Regions from separate parts of the Ovis aries genome. Here region 1 is linked to region 2. A link is a contact called in public Hi-C data. All regions are on one chromosome and are shown on one strand. The core of a region is the stretch at or near the end of the contact, and the rest is flanking DNA. Distances in the headings are between cores, read along the strand shown. Region 1 holds the start of SRGN (serglycin). Region 2 overlaps KIFBP (kinesin family binding protein).

What was found. Hi-C and Micro-C count contacts between places; a contact is called where the count stands out from the background.
Region 1: a contact with region 2 is called in a Hi-C map of muscle, with 5 times the contacts expected there. The contact joins the promoter of SRGN here to the enhancer-like site in region 2. A contact is called at or near these places in 11 of 16 Hi-C or Micro-C datasets (blood, hypothalamus, liver and 6 more).

The regions. Positions count from the first base shown.
Region 1 is chr25:24,688,166-24,692,479 of ARS-UI_Ramb_v3.0, reverse strand. It overlaps SRGN (serglycin), which reads right to left and starts at 1,825. Exons shown (of 3, transcript XM_012105207.3): 1 at 1,695-1,825. The coding sequence starts at 1,767.
Region 2 is chr25:24,507,895-24,512,129 of ARS-UI_Ramb_v3.0, reverse strand. The region is part of intron 2 of KIFBP (kinesin family binding protein); the gene reads right to left. Among named protein-coding and RNA genes, the nearest start is that of KIFBP, 29 kb to the right of the region's middle. Within about 2 kb of position 1,654, at least 3 of the 54 cell types and tissues checked have an H3K27ac peak or open chromatin away from gene starts, as enhancers often do.

The sequences.
Region 1 (4,314 bases), core at 576-3,075, 180 kb before region 2:
AAGCAAGCCAAAAGCCTAGTGGAATTGATCATTCAGTTATATCAATGGATTAAGGAAAAAAACTATTTTTAAGTGGGGAAAGAGTGCTACAGAATCATATCTGGCATCACATAGAATATTATGAAATAGAGACCTCTTTGCAGCCTTGAGTTGATGTCACACACGCGCGTGCACACACACACACAGAGCCAGTGGGTGGGCGTCTATTTCCCTTCTTATTCAAATGTGGGCACAAACCCTTAATTCCAATACCAACTGCACTTCTCCTTTGGAAACTCCCTAGTGTTTCAGTCTATTCATTCTCTTATTTTTGGTTCCCTTCCCAACACGGAGCAAAATGTACCCAGTGATGACATAAATACTAGTGCTTTATACAATTTTATAACGGTTTCTTCACTACTTTCTGGAAAATACCGATTATATAAAGAACACTTTTGTTTTAATTTTAGTTTTCCCTATTGAATCTTAGTGGGAAATGTGACATTTCTGGGAGATTTTGAAGATGTAAAGATTCATCGAGCTCTGGTCAGAGTAGACCCAACACCAACAGGTCCCTCAGGTCTGTTCTACAAACATGGACTTGACTGCCTGGATCTTGTCAGAACACATTAGGGAATTATTTCACTGGCTGAAGGTTTTCCCTGAAAGATTGTAGTAAAGCCTGTTCCTTACAATCAACAATGTTTTATCCTTTAAAAAAATAAATAGATTAATGGAAAGGTTTCATCACCATCATTTGCTGGTTTTTCTTTAATAACAAGAAGAAAGTGATTTTTATAAATTTCCAATATATAATGAATGTATCTCAGGTTATGTATACAATTTCATTTCCACCAGAAGTAAAAACAAGACAACTAGAAGTCACTTCGAAGAAACGTATCTAGATGTGTGCATCGCTATGACTCAATATTTCCTTTACGATTTGGAGGAACTTAGTGTTTTTCTACTATAAATTCTCCCTTCTACTTATCAGGCCATGACTATAATCCCTTATTTACCAAAAGAGAAGAAACTGTGTTTTTCTTACAAACTGATCATTTTCATTTTCTTAGTCATTAAAGGTTTTAAGTTGTTTCATTCTGACTAAAACAATCCTAAATGATAGACCTAACAAGAATTTTCCAAATATGCTGTTTCTCTGAGCAATGACACAATTACTAAAATTCTTTGGCCTTTCTTTAAAATCTGAGCGGGTATTCATTAGCTGTGTCTAAACATAATTGAATTTTCACTAAGAAGCAGGTTTTTAAAAGGAGAGAAAATACAAGCAAATTTACTCTGATTTTAAAAATAGCATTTCCCAGTGTCAAAATAATGATAACATCACTAATTATTAAAACTTGGGATAGATGTGGGCACTTAGAGGTAAACCATTTTCTCTATTCCTTTCTTGAGGCTTTAGAAATTTGGAAGCCATTTTCACCTGACAATAAAATAATACATTTCAATCATTTTAAGAACTTACAAGGCCATAGCTGCCTCAGAGTTTAACTTTTTTTTTTTTTTTTTTGTACCAAACTTAACCAATTTCACTCTAAAGAGTTCAGCTACCCAAATTCTTTCTTTTTTTTTTTTTTTCTTGGCCTACTTTCCCATAATATACTATATTCTATACCTTAGAGTGAATATAATCATTTGTGTGGACCCTGGGGCATACAAGAAGATTATAAGGTGATAAGATTAGTGGTTCTTACCTTGAACTGAAGATGAAATCAGGATGAAGGCAAGAGCCAGAGCAAGCCTAGTGCACTGGAGGAGCACCTGCATGGTGACCAGTTTGCTTCAGCTCCACCAGCCGTGCACCAACCTCACAACAGGGAAGTGTAGCCGGGTGCTCTCTGTCCCTTTTAGAAAAGGTTCCAAAACCTCAAACCCTGCCCAGAACACACGTCACAGTTTCCTGAACAAATAGAAAGAGATCCACATCAACCCCAGAAAGATTTCGAAAAAAAAAAAAAAGAAAAGAAAAAAGGCAGCAAAAGAACTATTCATACCATTATGAAACTGCAGTGAACTCTCCCCAGGTCTGCTTTCTCAAAAGTTTTGTTGTTTGCCACTTGCCTGTTAGAAATTGTTTCCCACTGACACAGTAGAATCAGCATTCAGGACACTTTGTTTTTTCTTTCTTCAGGTAACAATCTAAACACAAGTTTGCTAGCCAACCGCACAGCTGATGAGATAAGGGAGTTGGATGCTGCCTTTTCATCACTGAGGCCCTTCAATGTAAAATATTCTTGATTTTATTTTTCATCAGGAGTAGCATAACTCACAGAGCCAAGCATAACAAGTGAAACTTCAAAGCTGAGTTCTAATCCACAAGAAAGAGTTGTTGGATTTCAGATAACTGGTTTCTTCTTATCAGATTCAGTTTCTCTCACTGGACCACCAGCCTCTCGCTCTGCCTCAAGAATCTAGTGAGGATTTTTGGTTATGAAGAACTGGGTAAAACACGAAAATGATCTTGCAGTCCTCTCCTCTTTCACACCGAGCATTTCCTATGATTTGATTCCATTTATAGTCTGGTGTGGTTTTTTTTTCCTCCTGGTAAAATTTTTCAACTTGACTTTCAGGTGCTCTGGCTTTGAATAAGCCAGAAATCAGAAACAAGGGGAGGTTGTCCTGTCAGTGGGCTGCTGGACCTCAGAAAACACAAAACAAAGTAAAAGAATAGCATCTCCCCCGTATCCTGGGGATCATATGCTGACTGAAGCCTGAGGAACATGAAGTACAGGCTCCATAATAAAGTCACATAATAAACACAACAGTTCATCACACACTCTTGCCCTTGAAACACACACTGTCCATCCCAGCATGTCTAACCCTGCAATGCCCACTTTCCATTTTCATCCTCCCTCTGGCCTGTCCTTTGACAGGAGGGAGGAGTTTCCCTTCCCTTGTTCTTGGCTTCCTGCTGATTCCTTTACCATTTCCTGCCAAGGACGGGCCTCAGACTAATCGCTGAGCAGCTGTGGTGCAAGTCCACAAATGCTGCAAAGCCTGCACATTTTGACCCTCCTCAGAACTATCTGGAAATGTGTCCAGGGACGACTCCAAGTGCAGTAATCAACCCCCAGACGCTCAAATCCAGGCGGTTCCCCACCATGGAATACTAGTTTCAGATTGAAATAATAACCCTCATCTTTGGCCCCTTTTAATTTTATCCCCCAATTTAAAACCCTGGCATCAAAACAATAATCCCTGTCAATAGCTTAAATAAGTCCGCTTTCAGTAAGCTCTCAGATCTGATTAGAGCTTGTGCTTTAAAATGGTAATTTTGGAGCCTTTTTCCACTTGAGTATTTTTTTTTTATTCTCTAGGTTTTAGTGCAGAGAAGGCAATGGCAACCCACTCCAGTACTCTTGCCTGGAAAATCCCATGGACGGAGGAGCCTGGTAGGCTGCGGTCCATGGGGTCTCTTAAGAGTTGGACACGACTGAACGACTTCACTTTCACTTTTCACTTTCGTGCACTGGAGAAGGAAATGTAACCCACTCCAGTGTTCTTGCCTGGAGAATCCCAGGGAGCCTGGTGGGCTGCCGTCTGTGGGGTCGCACAGAGTCGGACACCACTGAAGCGACTTAGCAGCAGCAGCAGGTTTTAGTGATTTTTTTTTTAAGTATTCACAATATTCATTAGCATTTGCTCTGTTTCTGCGACACTGACAACCAAGTTTCTTTTTCCAAATAGTCTTCCTCCGACTTCATTTCCCTAGTCCTGTTCAAGCTGTGCAGAGCAGGACACATGGCTGCAGAAGCCACAAGTCCTGGGTCTGAGCTCACTGACCAGAGGAGAGATGCTGGGCCACGTGCTCCTTGCGTGCCCATCATTCTAGTTCTAAGGATGGTGTGGGACACCAGTGAGGGGGCACCCACGAGAGCTCATGACTGTGAGAGTCGTGCTGGCAGTGGTCCTCTGGGTTGGGTATGGTTTTCTTGCCCAAGCGTCCTCCATTAGTGAAAAAGGACCCCTATCTTGCCCTAAACCTCAACCTCTACAAAAGACGAATTCCACTCCAGATTTAATCCTTCATTCACCAGGCAACCTTTGTTTTTTTTTTAATAGAGTCTTTCTTTTTAATGTTTATTTATTTATTTATGTTTGTCTGTGCTGGGTCTTATTGCTGTGAGGGCTCTTCTCTCATTGCAGCGAGCGGGGGCTACTCTTTGTTGCAGCACACAAGCTTCTCATTGCAGTGGCTTCTCTTGCAGAGCACAGGCTCTCGGATTGCGGGCTTCAGTAGTTGCAGCACACAGGCTGCCCTGCGGCATGTGGCATCTTCCCCGATAAACCTCGAACCCGAACCTGTTGTCTCTT
Region 2 (4,235 bases), core at 405-2,904:
TACACAAAAGAGGTAACAATACAAGCTGCTGGTTGCTTCTTCTGGCACACTGCACTCTAACTTCCAGCCCCAAAGCAGCGCTTGCTCTAAGGCTCCGTCACCTTGCCCTGCCACCAGAGCTGGGAATTAACAAATGCTGCCTCCTTGTGGCCACTTCCCACAACAACCACCTCAAAAACATTGCTGAGGGGAAGCGTATTCAGAAGCACTGGTGGGCTATACATGGTACCTGCCCTCCAAAATTTCCAGGAGAAAGTAAGTGAAAATAATGAAACACAGGGCACACTTTGAAGAAGACAATTTCAACAGGGAAGTACAACTCACGGCTTTAAGAAAAAGAATAAAGTACCAGGAAACATGTGAGAAATGGTTATTTATAGACTGGCAACTGAGAATGATGAAGTAGCCACTCTCACTAATCAAAACGGCCATGATCAAGAAGTCTACAAACAGTAACTCCTACCAGAGGGTTTTAGAAAAGAGAGCCCTCCCATGTTGCGGCTGAAATGTCAATAGTAACAGCCACCATAGAGAACAGTAAAAACACTTCCTTAACCAGTAAAAACCACATCTGCCAAATAATCCAGTAGTCCCATCCTTAAGAGAATGGCACAGCAAGCCAGAATTTGACAAACTTTGGCAAGCAAAAGTGCACTATAACACCTTTTATAATAACCAAGACGAGAATTGAAAAACTTTTCCATCGACTAACGAATGGATATAGAAGAACAGCAACATGTTCACAACGCAATCTGATTTACGCATGTGAAAGAATGCCACCATGCCGACTTCTGGAACCTATCTGAAACTAGAGTTAGTACTACTGAGTGAACTAAGCAAGAATCAGAGAGGCAAAAAATTATACGGTATCACGTACAGGTGCAATTTACACACGCACAACCATGAACTATCTGATTAAACACAGGCAGAGTAACAGACTTGAATATCAAACTTATGGTTATCACCGGGGAAAGAAGCAGGGAAGGTATGAATTAGGAGCTTGGGATGAACAAATACAATCTATTACCTGTGAAAGAGATAAGAAACGATATCTACCGAGGGAGGTTTAACCAAAACTCTGTAGCAACCTAACTGGGAAAAGAATCTGAACATGTGTAGACATATGTATATGCGTAACGTGAAAAATTCTGTATACCTACAACATACACATGTATTTCAATCTTACTCGATGAAACAATAATTTAAAACCAAAAAAAGGGAACAAAGTAAGCTGCTGTGTGCTTTTTCTGGCATAGTGCGCTGTGATCCATAACACCAAAGCAGGATGGTTCTAACGCTCTGTTGGCTTGCGGGGTAACCAGAGCGGGGAATGAAGGAATGCTGCCACCTTGTGGCCATTCCCCACAACAGCAACCTAAAAACTACTGCCTCGGAGAACAGCCACTGTTGGACTGTAAAAGGCACCTGGCCTCCAAAATTCCCGGCAGTGAGTGAAAACAAACATGGAGTACACTATCGAGACGACAATATCAAAGGGAAGAAAACTCAGTGTTAAAAACAGAACAGAGCACCCGCAAACAAGCAAAATACGGTGATTTAGAGACACGCAACTCAGAACTGCCACAGGGTATCCCCACGCAACGGTCAAAACGGCCGTATCCAAGAATTCAACAGACAATAACTGCTACAACGGGGTTAAAAAAAGGGCAGCCTCCCATGGTGCAGCAGAATGTCAGTGGTAACAGCCACTAGAGAGAGCAGTATAAAGGTGCCTTCAACCGTAAAACCACAGCTGGCAAATGATCCGGTAGCCCCACTCTTACGAGTAAGTGCACAGCAAACCAGACTTCGAAAAGAAACAGCACCCAATGTGCACGGCAGCACCATTCACAATAATCAAGACTTGGACCAAAACATTTCCTACTGACGAACAGATAAAGAAATGCAACATCTTTAAAATGCAATCTGATGCACAGATGAAAAAGAATGCAATCATGTCAGTTTCCAGAACATACCTGAAAATGAGATAATCGTATTAAGTGAAGTAAGCAAGAATAAGAAAGGCAAAAATCATAGGATACCATTTGTAGGTGCCCTTTACACATGCACACCCATGAACTGTGGGTAAAACATAAACAGAGTCAGAGACTTGAAAATCAAAGTTATGGTTACCACAGGAAAAAGAAGGGGGGAAGGGATAAATTAGGAGCTTGAGATAAACAGATACAATCTATTACCCACAAAACACATGATTAATAAGGAACGACATCCACAAAGGGAGGTCGAGTCAACACTCAGACTAACAGCAAAGAGTCTAAACATATGTAGACACATGCATATCTATAACACAAAAATTCTACACACCTACACATATACATGTATTTCAATCTTACTCCAAAAAAAATTAAATGAATTTAATACATCCCAGCAAGCTGCTGGGTGCTGCTTCTGGCACACTGCACTGTAATTTGAAACCCCAAAGCAGGACTCGCTGTAAGGCTCCATCCTTTTTCAGGTAACTACAGCTGGGAATGAAGAAATGCTGCCGCCGTGTGGCCACTTCTCGCAACAACAATCTAAGACTCTTCCCCGGGGTAACAGAATATTCGCGTGCACTGGTGCGATTCTATGGTAACTGCCCTCCAAAATATCCAGCAGCAAGTTAAGCGAAAACAATTAAACAGAGCACACACTTTCAAGGAGACAATTTCAACAGGGAAGTACAACTCATAATGTTGAAAAAAGAATAAAGCACCCAAAAACGTGTGAAACAGGGTGATTTAGAGACAAGCAACTCAGAACTGCAAGGAGGTATCCACTCGCACCAGTCAAAATGGCCATGAGCAAGAAGTCTACAGACAGGAAGTGCTACAACGGGGTTATGAAAAGGGGACCCTCCTCCGGTGTGGATGAAATGTCAACGGTAACAGCCACTAGAGAGCTCAGTATAACAGTGCCTTTAGCTGCCAAATGATCCAGTACTCCCACCCTTAACAACATGTGCACAGCAAACCAGAATTCAAAGGACATGGGCACCCAACATGCCCTACACCACCTTTTATAATAACCAAGACAAGGAAAGGAAAGAAATTATCCATCGACAAACGAATGGATAAAGAAGAACTGCAACATGTTCACAATGCAACCTCATTCAGGATGAAAAAGAATGTAATCACGCCAATCTCCAGAACCTACCTGGAACTAGGGATAACGCTACTAACTGATGTAATGAAGAATCAGAAAGGCAAAAATCCTAAGCGATCACTTACTGGTGCTATTTACACATGTACAGCCTTGAACCAACTGGGAAACAGACTCGCAGACATGAAAATCAAACTTTCCGTTACCACAGGAGAAAGTAGTGGGGAAGGGATACGTTAGGAGCTTCAGCAGAATAAATACAATCTACTTCCACAAAACAGATAACAACCAGGAGCAGTATTTATGAGTGGAGGTTTAATTAACACTCTGTAATAACCTAATCGGGAAAAGAATCTAAACATACGTAGATATATATATGTATATGGGTAACATTAAAATTTTGTACAGCTGAACACATGCAATTCTGTACACCTAAACACACACAATCATACTCCAATAAAAAATACTAGTTACTTTAACACACCAAAGAGGTAACAACACGAGCCGCGGGCTGCTGCTTCTGGCACACTACACTATAACTTCCAGCCCCAGAGCAGGACATGCTCTAAGGCTCTGGCAGCTTGCCAGGGCAACCACAGCTGGGAATGAACAAATGCTGTCACCCTAAGGCCACTTTTCACAACAGCAACCTGAAAAATACTACCCAGGGGAAGAGAAGGGGTTTCCCTGGTGGCTCAGTGGTAAAGAACCTGCCTGCCAACGCAGGAGACATGGGTTTGATCCCTGGGTTGGGAAGGTCCCCTGGCAAAGGAAATGACAACCCACTCCAGTATTCGTGCCTGGAGAATCCCATGGACGGAGGAGCCTGCCCAGGTGGTGCTAGTGGTAAAGAAGCTGCCTACCAGCGCAGGAGACGTAAAAGACACAGGTTCAATCCCTGGGCCAGAAAGGTCCCCTGGAGAAGGGCATGGCAACCCACTCCAGTATTCTTGCCTGGAGAATTCCATGGACAGAGAAGCCTGGCTGGCTATAGTCCACAGAGTCGCAGAGTCGGACACGACTGAAGCGACTTGGCAGGAGAACAGAATATTCACAAGCACTGGCGGGCTGCATATAGTACTGCCCTCCACGATTTCCCAGAGTCAGTGAGTAAAAACAACAAAACACAGGAC